Linked DNA regions of Columba livia: region 2 is linked to region 1. Evidence: chromatin contacts called from public Hi-C data. All regions are on one chromosome and are shown on one strand. Each heading gives the region's core, a stretch centred on a gene start, on an enhancer-like site or on the middle of the called end of the contact. The rest is flanking DNA. Distances are from core to core; before and after follow the strand shown.

What was found. Hi-C and Micro-C count contacts between places; a contact is called where the count stands out from the background.
Region 2: a Hi-C map of liver shows a contact between it and region 1, with 2.1 times the contacts expected there. The contact joins the promoter of PLCD1 here to the enhancer-like site in region 1. A contact is called at or near these places in 2 of 2 Hi-C or Micro-C datasets (crop and liver).

The regions. Positions count from the first base shown.
Region 1 is chr2:5,336,787-5,342,881 of bColLiv1.pat.W.v2, forward strand. LOC110365257 (a long non-coding RNA gene) reads left to right here. Exons shown (of 5, transcript XR_002424640.2): 2 at 1-2,650; 3 at 3,159-3,852. Among named protein-coding and RNA genes, the nearest start is that of GARS1, 18 kb to the left of the region's middle. Within about 2 kb of position 2,620, at least 3 of the 3 cell types and tissues checked have an H3K27ac peak away from gene starts, as active enhancers do.
Region 2 is chr2:5,681,460-5,687,554 of bColLiv1.pat.W.v2, forward strand. PLCD1 (phospholipase C delta 1) reads right to left here and starts at 2,490. Exons shown (of 15, transcript XM_065050346.1): 1 at 2,339-2,490.

The DNA of each region.
Region 1 (6,095 bases), core at 1,370-3,869:
ATTCTTGGATATGCCTGGGATATCATGGAGCGCTCCCACACTGCAGAATGAGTAATAATCCAACATTAAAGTCGAGCAATACGCATTTCAGGACGCTCAACTGCAATTCGGAAAATAACGCTGCTTAGGAGCAAATGTCAGGGCCAGATAACTTATTATTTGGGGTATCAAGTAACCGTCTGGGGCAGCGTAACAGATATAAACTTTGGCCTTCCCGGATTATTTTTTTCTGCCAAAACGATTAAAGGTTGCTAAGCAGTGTCAGTGTATTTCCCCTAAACTGAGGGAGCGTAACAGAAGTGAATGAGTTCACTGCAGTCAAACTGAACTTACATCAAGCCTAAATATCATCGCTAATTATGATTTCTGTTCCCCAAAGCATGCCAGGCACCTGAAAGATTTAATGAAAGCCAAGATCCTTTCTTCATGTCATTTAGAGTGCAGAAGTCCTCTGGTTCAGCCCCCTCTCCAGGTCTTGTCAGGTGGTTGTAAGGCCCTGGTTCAGTGTTCAGGACTAAATGCTGCCTCAAGCCCCTTTTTCCTTACCCTCTAGACCCCTTCCAACCAAAATGATTCTATGATTCTGTGATCCTATGATTCTGTGATTTCCTCTATCCCAAACAATAAAACAGAAAATCTTATCAAAGCACAACTTTATGAAAGGGAAGGCACAGAGAGTGGGAAGAAAGAGAAGATAACATCCTAAACCATGAAACGAGCCTCATTTTCCCAAGGATCTCACGCGATAACATCTCCCTCTTTATTTTTATGAGGCAGCAACCAGCCCCTTCCTCTCAACACATCACTTTCATGTTTTGTGGGACCTCCACCCTTTTGCCTAGGGGAGGGTTCTGGGTCTGAAGGTCCCCCTGGAGCTCCTGCTCTCCGCTAGTCCCTCTTGTCCCCTCTGGTCACCTCTCCCATCTGCAGAGGACATTCTCTGGTGCCTCCATAGGTCCACAAGCAGAGAGAGAACCCAGAGAGCAAGACTTTCTGTGGAAAGAGGCATTTCCCAAACAGGCACTTGGGATCCCAAAGAGGCTCTTGGGACTATGGTAGAGTGACAAAAGGAATCTGGGACTGCGTGTGGAGGTGACATGGCAAAACAGTGTTGTAGTAAATAAGGGAGGGTCCAGGATTATAGGTGAGGACCTGAAATTAAAATCATAGAATCATTCTGATTGGAAGAGACCCTCAAAATCATCGAGTCCAACCATAACCTAACTCCAGCACCAAACCCTGTTCCTAAGAACCTCATCTACGTGCCTTTTTGTCCCCTCTCACCACTTGCAGGGTCACAAAAAGGAGTCTGTGGTGCACAGCAGAAAACAATCAGTGGCACAGGGGCCATCAGTGGTTGTTGAAGGTTCTCCAGGTGAGGACCAGCAGTGGAGACACTGAGTAACGTGGGGCTGGTGCTCACTCCTCCGCTGCAGCCAGCGCCGTGCAGTTCATCTCTCCAGATTTCCTAGTATTTGTTCTCTTGTTCTGGGAAGCGGAGAGAGCTGCGAGAGGCCCATCTCACAGGGATGTTTAGAGAAAGGAAAGTCCATTGTGCAAAAGAATTTGGTATTTCAGGGTTTGTTTTCCTTCTGACGCACAGAACAAAACACCACCGTGTCAAAACCTTCCATAAGGCAAAACAGAAAAAAAAACAGAAAAACAAAAAAACAGACAACAAGCAGTGGTGTTCAGTTTGGATGTGGTTTGTAGAACGGTTTTTCTTTGCTTTTTGGCTTCTCGCTCTCAGGATGCCTGCTACTGCAGCTATTTCAGGAAAACAAATAAAAAGAAAAAAAAAAAGAAAAGAAGAGAAAACAAAATCTACACCAGAGCAGAGAAGGGGAGTGGGAGCCTTTCCCCACACCAGGGCCTGACCTCACCTCGGTGGGTTTTGTGTGTGGTGGCACCAGGATCAAAGCATCTCCCCCCTTTCTGCCCTGGCTGGGAAGCAGAGCTGCAAAGGAGCCTCTGAGTTTTAATTGGGAAAACCAGGGAACAGGCAGCACAGAGACCCTGCAAAGCATCAGCAGAGTTGTTTTGCACCAGCTTTCTTTGAGCAGAAAGGCTCCTGCAAAGCAGTGAAGAAATTTCAGAGAAGCTGGACATGAGGGATGGCTCCCAGCAACCAAACTGGTGGGAAGTCCCTGATCCAGGCAACACTTTGGGTCAGACCCTCAGTGTTTTCTCCATATCCACAGCTCCCAGCCCAGCTTTCGCATCGTCCCTGCTGGCCCTGCATGGGCTCGTGTCTCTCCTCATGCTTCCAGCCCCTGGGACTGTGATATTTTGTGGGTACCGGTTGCTTGGATGAGTTTCCCCCGTGGGGCGACCCAGGGTGCCGATGCCTTCAGCGACGGCAGAGAGCAGCTCACCACCACCTCTCTCCGCCAGCGTTTTCCGAGCTCTTGGCACGGCTCCCGGCCGCCTTTCACTGCTGCCTTTTCATTCGCCTTAATTCACTACGTTTCCTCTTCTTGCTCCTTGTGAGGAACAGAGGGAGAGCTTGTTCCAGCAGACGGGCCCCATCCGCTCCACCCGGCTCTGCTTGGAGCGAGGGCTGGAAAAGAGGGATGGAGGGAAGGGGTATCATCTCCCACCCCTCCGGGGCCCCGTGTGCCGCCTGCGTGCTGCTTTCCCAGCAAATACGGTAAGCGCTCAGCCTAAAAATGTAAGTCTGATCTCATGACACAGGGTGGCCCTGCATTCCTCACCTCTGACATAACCCGCTGGGAGTGTGCTCGGCAGAAAAACACAAACAAGATGTACTGGCGGGGCTGGCGGCGGGGGCCAGGCGGCTGGCAGATGTGCTCCAGAGCCCCCGCGCAGCCCCCGCCGGGTACCCAAACCCCGCTCTGGCACAGCCTGTCCCCTCTTGGGGAGGGCAAAACCACAGCCCTCACTGTGAGGACAGAACCGTCCATTGCCTCTTGCACCAGGCGATGTGCGGGTGTACTCAAACCTTCCCCCCACCCCGCACCCCTGGATGAGGGGCAGGGAGAAGGTGACTTGCTGTGGGTTGGTATCATCCAGGGAGGCGGCTGAGCTCCCCTGGGATTTTGCTTGGCGAGTGCCTAAGGGTGTTTTTAAGGACCTGCGGTGCTTTTGTGGTCGGTTGGTGGTTGTTATTTTTTGCCTTGTTTTTGTTTCTTTCGCAGTCTGAGGCTCCCTGGGACAGGCTCTGCCATGGCCATGGCTGCTGCAACTGCTCCAACACCCACCTCCTGTCCCCGTTAGCCTCCCGCTCTCATCAGCAGCTGCACAGCGATGCCAACAGCCCCATTTGCTCCGCGTGCATCATGCCTGAGTGCAAGTTGTACCCCACACAGCTTGGCATCCAAAGCCTTGGGTGTCACAGGGTGGTGATTCCTCTTCGTGCCCAGATGGGGCACTGGGATTAAATAATTTGCCAGGGAACCAGGGTAGGGTAACGATCCCAGTCCCGATGCCACGAGGCTGACGTTCCTCCCAGGAAGAGCCAAACCCTCCTGCAAGCAGAGCCTTGTCTGGAGCAGGGGACGGATCCTGCTCGGCATGGGGCTCAGCTCCCATCTCACCCAGCCACACCACTTGTTTACTTTCTCTTGCAAATGCCCTAAACCTTGACAATGACCTATTTTTTCCTCCTGTTGCGCAAAGCTTCTTTCCTAGAAAGAGGCTTTACAATGCTCAGTCCAACCAGCCCAGCTCTCCTCTGTGTATGGAAAAGCAAACTGTAAATGACTGGCAGGCTTAGCTTAGCTCCAACACACCCAAAACCCACGGGCGGATGAGTTGGAAGACTCGGTCAGATGCTGCACGAAACCATCCTGCAAGACTACCAGCCTGGTTTGCAGAGGAATCAGATAAGCTGTAAGTCAGGTTTCAAGTCCACTTCTCAAACTTAGTTTTTCTTTTTAGTGCTTTTCATCTGTCTGCTCCTATTCCAGCATTCAGCAAAGCTGGGAGAAAGCTTTTTGTTTCTTTAGACATTTCTCTTCTGTTTCCATCCTCACCTTTGCCTGGCAGTGAAAACATTTGATTTGTTTTATTATGTTTTTAATTTCATGTTTTAAAAAAGGGAATTTCTAATAAAATAATTCTCCTCCTTCCTCTACAATGCCTCCTGGTTTCCAGGAGTGCTGCTGCTCTGGCAGAGGGTGGTTTGCAAGAGAAATCAAGAGAGACGGTGGTTACAAGAAATGATGGTAATAAGAGAAACAACGGTTCAAATTTGCTTCTTTGGAGCACACAACGATTTGATCCCACAGCAGCAGGAGAGCACCTTTGCTCATGAGTCCAAGCTTATTTTCAGCATCCCCTTCACAGTGGGGATCTCCATCCTTTCTTTCTTCTCGGGGAGGTGCCCTGGCTGTGCTCAAGCTGCCAGTTGCATGGGGTTGTCTCCTTCTCCTCACACTGGTGACCACACACAACCCCTTCTACAATTTCTTATCCATCTCTAACCCATAGCCCAGTTTTTAAGACAATCTAATGTTAGTGCCGCTTTATTTTAATGTGTCAGGCTGTAATCTGAAGCTAGAGACATAAATTTAACATAACAAGTTCCCTTTGGCCAGTTGAGAGCACAGGTTAGAAATCATTCCAACAGTAGCAGATGGTCTGGGTTGAACACTTGCTGCTTGCCTATGGCTGCTCCTTCCTGTCCCCTCAGTACCTGCATACTGCCTTGGCATCTAAACTGTGCTCTCACCTGGATGGGCAAGCTGTTCTATATGAAAACAAAGCCCACAACTTGAAGCTTGATGTGTTGGGGACAGGGTCTGGTCGTGAAGCAGTTCATGCACCCACCAACACCTACACTTGTGTGCACAAGCATTTTCCAGCAGTTGAAGTCACCAGAGTTCAGATCACTGCCAGTGGCTCCTAACACCACAATTATCCTGTCCATGCAGATGAAGATGCTGTTGAGCACTCGGTTTAAGCCAGAAGGGCTGCTCTGATGGTCTTATCGCCAGTTCAAACCAGCTTGAAATGATGCAGTGAGCAGAGACACTGGGGTGGTTAGGAGATCCCCTTGCTCCTTGGGAAGCCACATGACTGGTGTTAGAGGAATGAGTGATCCCACACGTCACCTGGTCTTCCTTGGCTGTGCGACTTCTGGTTGAACCCCTGGATGGGTTCTTGTGCCCAAAAAATAAAAAATCTCCCTTTCTTTCTCTCTCTTCCTCCCCTCTCTACCCAGCCGCCTGTTTGCACAAACCTTGTAGGCTTCAGTTCTCCAGGACTGCAAAGGTACCATCAAATGAGGTCAGAACGATCACTTTGTCTACAAGTGGTGAGCAGGAGGCAGAGAGAGAAACAGCCTGGTCACGTCCGCCTGATTTCCTGCCAAAACCACCAGGGATTACTGGGGTGGATGTTAAAAAGCCAGACCCTCCCAAGGTGATGATGAGCCCTTTGGGTATGTTACCTGTCTATAGCCAGACCCACTTTTCCAAGCTTCTACACCAACATGGGTACTGTGGAGGAAGCCAGAAAGTCAGCATCAGTAAAAGACATAATTTTAATTTACCTGGAGAGGTATAAATTGGATGAGGAGGTGGTGGACATTTCTTCTTACTGTGGACCTGATAAGACAGTCTATGAGGAGTCATGTAGGAGCTATGAGGAAAGCTTTCCCAGGGGTAGGGGTCGTGTAAGACCAAGATAAGCCCTGGCATGAGGGCTGGAAATAAAACATAATGAGGGGGACACTGAGCTGCCAGAGCAACACAGATCAGAGCAGGTCCAAGACACTCTTGTAGATCTACCTATCCCAGCTTCTGGATCCCCATGAGAGAGGTGCAAAGCTGGGCTATGGCACTTTCCCCCCAACGTCATCTGGAGACTCTCAAAAGCAGCAGCCTGGAGGGTGGGCACATGCCTGTCACAGGGGAAAGGGCCACTAAAAAGGCCACATGCAAGAAGATTGTGAGCATTGCACTTAAAAGTGTAGTGGATATAAGTGTACTGAGGGGTTGTGCAGATCCCCCCTTCCGCCTCTGCTGGAATTAAAGAAGCAATAAATCTCACTAGTAGTTCTGAAAAGTATCACATGGGGTTTTTTCCCATTACTAAGGGCAAAACATGGAGAGGGTCACTGAAGCATGAGA
Region 2 (6,095 bases), core at 1,240-3,739, 340 kb after region 1:
AGATGATTCATTTGGAAATGTAAACCTAGGAGAAGTTAATTCTCGGGAGTAGCTGGCAGAAGAAACAAGGAAATGGCCTGTTCTGGAGGATTTTATTGACCCTTCCTGGCTGATTCTCGCCCTGGGCTGTGGCAGAGGACATTTCCATAACAAGGTTGTGGTGTTTCTTGTACAATGTATACAGTGTCTTGGATGAAAAAGTCAGTGTATGAGAATAAGGCATAGTACAAATTAGCTATTCTATAATCTGTGCGAGCACAGGGGCTCCCAGTTCAGAAACAAATCAACTCAAAGAGGCAAGGGAAAGATTATTAATAGCCCGCAGAGGCGAGCAAATTCATTCTGGACTAAATTTAGATGCCGCTTTATAACATAAGCAAGAAGCAGCTGAATAGAACACGTTCAAAATAAAAGGCGCAGAACACTGAATCGCAACAGCTCTGCAAATGGGGGAGCACACTCGGGTTGCTTCCCTGGGCTCAGATCTCCATCCAAATGAAGAGTCAACAAAACACTATAGAGTTTACAGAAAGTCCCAGCTACAGTATTAGCCCCTTCTGCCACCAGAATATAGAAGTGTCTCCTACTGACTGTCAGATATTTCCCCAGATGTGCCTGTGGTTAATTCTGATATAGTAAATACAGCTGGTGTTGTATTTACGTTGGAAGAAAAAGAAAAAGAAAGAAAGAAAGAAACTGAATTTCAACATACGGTCATAAGCAAAATATATAAATCACAGTATCTGAGAAAATTCTGACAAACTACATAGCACAAGCCTGAGCCTGCTAACAAAGCAACATGTGAGCAACTCGTCTAAGTCGAGTGGCATTCAGAGTGACGTTGGCATCTCTGTGTGTTATGTGTTAAGGAATTTCAGTAAACGCTTTGGTTCCTTTGACACCTGTGTATTTTTCTGCTTGAGACAAGAAAATGGATTAACAAGCAGCCACTAAATTCATCTTGGTTCCTAACCCCAGAAGACTAAATAATATTCACTGAAAAATGACCCACAGGCCAGAATAAGAAATATTTTACTAGTTCCAGATGTATTTCTTAGCTTGCTTTCCCCAGTGGTTATATAATGAATGAGATACCTACACAAAGTATAACATTAACCTCTGTTTCACCTTCCTGTTAGATTTCTAGCATCTGGGAAAATCAGAGGGAAGATTTCTTGAGCCTGGGGGAATCTTCTCACATTTCTCCTGGTAACACTAAACTGATTATGTTTAGTGCCAATCACTTATTGCTCTATTAAGTTTGTTTGTTTATAGTTCATCTATAGTAAGAAAGCACATATCTCATTAAACAAAAATAAGCACTTTTCCCATTGCTGTAGGGTCACAAAACCCCATTTCAATCCGTAGCTATAACAATCTTAAGTTCTTTCTGCTCATCACAGTAAGTAAAATACAATAGAGGTAACAAATCAATATGTTAAAGGCAGAGCAGGGATTAAGGGATGCTTCATTACTCTATCAGACAAGCCTCCTAGTCTTGATACCAATAAGCATTAAATCTCACTTGATAGGAGAGCAGAGAGGATTTATTCTTTTTTAGAGACGCTACTTATTTTGTACTAAACACTTATCCTGTGGGCAGACCCTGAGCTGGGGGTTCATCCTGCTTGTCTTCTCCACAGACCAGAGAATTTACCCAGCTGAGCATCTGTCCCTCTCTCAGCTTCACCACAAAGGGGAGGAGATTTGGACCAACTTTTCTGGGCTTGCAGACACTTAGACAGACAAGACACAGTTCCTACCAATACAGCCAAGCCTATTAACAGAGCAAAAAACCCTATCATTTGTAATACAGATTAAACGCTGCTTTGCTTCCAAATGAGAGAATGGAGAGGGGAAAGAGGGGGGAGAAGACAGGAGGAAAAACAAAGCTCTGGACAAGATAAGAGAGCTGAAACGCAAGGCTATTTCTATAGACTTACTGTTGTAAGCGAGGAAACTGCCGTTCGATTCCATTTTTGCAGAAGAAGCCGCCGTGCAGCGGCAGCAACGGCTCCGCCAGCAGCTGCGCCCAGACGTTACCGGGCTGGAAAACGGACCCGGGCGGCTCCCCCTGCTCTCTGCTCCACCGATCCCCCCCCCGTCAGCTCCCTCCGGAGCCTTCTGCTCCTTCCCTCGGGCTGGAAATCACCTCTTGCGCTATGACTCCTCATTTATTTCCCTCCCGCATCCCTCACGGCACCGCTTGCGCCAGCGCCCCGACTGGGACCGAGCGCCCGGAGTCCCAGCGCCGGACTGGTGCGGGCTCCTCCCCGCAAACCCGGCGGCTCCGCCGCTGGCCCAGCCCCCTGCTGATGCCGCAGCTTCACAGCGTTACCTCTTTTCCTGTTTCTGGCATATTTTCATGCTGCTCCTTTCCGGCAGAGGCTTCCAGATTGAAGGGGAGAGCTGTAAATGTGTCCTCCGTGGTCCCCGAATCAAAGAAATGGACTTAAACAGGTGATCAGAGTCAAGGTCTAAAGGGCTTTTAGACACTGGTAGGGGTATATTTATTTTCAGAAGGAAAAAAGAAACAAAAACAAAAAATAAAAACGAATCAAAAAAGCCAATACACCCCCACACACACATACACACCCCCCCACACACATACACACACCCCCCCCAAAAAAAATAAATAAACCACCACGACAGGTCAGAAACCACCAATATAGAAATAGAAGCTGTAACCACAAACACTCGCAGAGGCATGAATTTAAAACTTTAGAACAGAAGTTACAAGCTTTGCATTTGAGACAGAGAAAGCAGGCAAAAAAGGCGCCATCCTGAGGCTTTTATTGAGTGGAACTGATTTGTTCCTCTCTGTCCCGTACTCTTAAACTAGGAATTTTTTAAGGGTAAAAGGTGACACTGGCAAACAGGGAGGGGGAAAGAAAGGGAATACAGTGTGGGAAATCTTGAATGTTTAGGGGAGGGATTCAGTTATTGTTTTGCTGTTGTTTATTTCCGTTTCAGGTTATTTAGGTTTTCTTGATGCAAACAACTGCTGGAGTTGTTGGCAGATTCAAAGCCCTCGCTCCTCAGTGGCTGCAAACCCAGCAGCTCCACCAACAGAAGGGAAAAAGTCCCTGTGTGCTGCTGACAGATCTGGGAGGCACATGATGAAAAATACTTTGGGACTGGGACTGTTTGTCCCTCCCTGCCAGGAACTGGGCTGCTCCTTTGAGAGCAGGGACATTGATCTCAAATACTTTTACAGTCCATAAATATAGGGCTGCTGCCACCACCCAAGGAAAATTGCCCTGATGTAGCAAAACTCCTCTGTCCTAGTACAAAACTAACAAACAAGTGGAGAAAATAAAGAGCAGAGATTTCACCCCATGACTCCTCTAAAGCCCATCCTTCTATTAGTATGGCATGGGGGGGGTTATCTCCCACAAAACACCTTCTGAAAGACCCACGAAGGAGAATCCCTCCTGCAAACCTACAGAGAAAGAGACATCAACTTTAAAATCCTCAGGGCATGGGGATTTCCAGAGAACACCATCAATCTGTCACCGTTTCAGCTGATGGGGAAGAGCACTGGGGGGAGTGTCCAAGAGGCTGGTGGGTGAGTCAGCCAGACTGGAAACTCCGGTAAGGCTGAGGTGGTGAGAACATCGTGGTTTCTATAAGGGAGAAGTAGAGAAGGGCAGTTTGAAAGTGGTGGTGGGAAATAGCATTATAGTAACACCTTCTCTGTGTAGAATCATAGAATCATTTTGGCCGAGACCACCAAGGTCATCAAGTCCAACCCTTAACCCAACACTGTCACTAAACCATGTCCCTAAAAACCTCATCTACACATCTTTTAAACCCCTCTAGGGATGGTGACTCCACCACTTCCCTGGGCAGCCTGTTCCAATGCCCAACAACCCTTTCCAGGGTGAAGTTTTTTCCTAATATCCAATCTAAACCTCTCCTGGTGCAACTTAAGGCCATTTCCTCATCCTATCACTTGTTACTTGGGAGAAGAGACCAACCGCCTCCATGCTACAACCTCCTTTCAGGTAACTGTAGAGAGCAGTAAGATCTCCCATCAGCCTCCTTTTCTTCAGGCTAAAATACTGGATATATCCTCCACTCCACCTATTTGCTGCAACTTAACTATTGAGGATGCTGGGGATAGCCCACACAGCATTGTATGTCTGTCTATAGCCTTTATCTTGGCTGCCATTAAACTTTTTAAAAAAACTCATTCTTCTACCCTCACAGTTTCCATAGAAATACACATCACACATTATTGTGCCCCCATACTGCTGAACACAAGCCCCTCACTGAGAGACGTACCAGCCAGTATCCCCGTACCTTCTGTGGCAAAGGAGGGGCATGTGAGTGATCTACATTGGTCCCAAACCAATGAGGATCATCTTCTGGATATAATCCCTTCAAAGGGGCGCAGGGCACAACGGCACCGAGATGCGACCATCACTGCCCTGCACCGCTGTGAACACCCCGTGTTGGCACTGCTGGCTGGACAGAGCATCATCAAGTGAGCCAGACTGAGGTTTTTGCCATCATCCCTCAAAATTATGAGATTTGAAGGTAATCCCTTGCATTAACGCCTTATGACAGCCCACTGTATCTTCTCGTGCTTCCTTCTCGCCATGCTGCATTCTCCACGATGACAGCAAGCGGTAGCAGAAATGGTGCCTGTCAGGAGGATTCACAAATCCTTCCCCAGCTTTTCACTTTCCCCTCATTACATTTACTCTTCCTCCTTCTGTATACAATGAGCAGCATCACCAGTTTGTCTGCTCTGAGCCCTTCACCACCTTTCTGCCACCCTAAGCTAAGTCACCACTATTCCTAAATCCTTGCTGGGTTTGACGTTGTGTGCTCAGAGCAAGCCTGGCACTCACAGACAGAACTGCATTCCTCGAATTCATCAGAAAGTAAAGCAGTTGCCATCAGAGCCCATTATATCCTTCAGCAAACACACAGAAGCTGAGACCGCTCAGAAAAAGTCTTACCAGAGCCTTGTTTCGGAAGGCAAAAGTCCTTTTAGCTCTGTGCACGCCGTATGTGCTTGAAATCCCTTCCCTCTGCATTGCTGAAACCAAGATATGACCAGACAAACAATGAAATCAAAGTGACACTGAATTAGGTTGATGGCTGGACTCGATGACCTTGAGGTTCTCTTCCAACCAAAATGATTCTGATTCTATGACATGAGGAGCTACTATGCTCCTGTGAGCTCCAGAAATCCTACTAACAGTTTTCTAACAATAATATTGCAGTTTAAGAATCTCATATTGAAGAGAAGCTGCTAAATTGATGTACAGTGTGATTAAGTTATAAAAGACGTACCCATGATTAGCCAATTGACATGATGAATGCTTTCTAACCACCTACAAAATGAGGGGATATTTTCCAAGTTGTAGTTCCTTCTGCATGACAAAAGGGAGAGAGAAGATTGAGTAATGCGTGGTTTGGAAGCAGAGTGCTTAGCTTATGTTTTACTAATAATTAATAGATATATTGTAAGTTAGAAACTAATCAATTACAACTAACTTCATCAATTATTTCTTAGTATAGATGTATGTTAAAAAATTCAAAATATTATAAGGCCTGTGCCATAATTTTGTGAATATAAATAACATAAGAGCATCCAGTTGTTGGAGCACTTGTAGAGGATGATCCCCAGTGTTCCCCAGTGTTGACAAAATAAAGAACGCTGCTTAACAGTATAATTGACTCTGCTGTTATGTTCATTTCTTTGTTTCAATATGAACCAAACCTCAGATCCCCATTTTGAATCACTGCATTTATTGTATTCCCTCCTGGTTTGGCTTTTGGCAGATGCAGAAGGCACAAGGTACAAAGCGGGGGTTGCCCTTGGCCTAGTTAAGCCAGCATGACAGCTGGGCGGCAAGTTTAAAACTGGTGACAGAACTTCAAAAAGTCAGCATTCATCTGGAAGCCCTAAGAGAGCAATTCCTATGTAGCTAAGTTAGGCTGCAGACGACTGTTGCTGTATCTTTGCTTATTTTTTTGAGAGAAGTCCAAATTTCTGACTGTTCCAAACGCAGCCCCCAAGCTCCATCCACCAACTTGTTCACAACCAGTTTTGTGGCTCTTGATCTTCAAACCAGGAT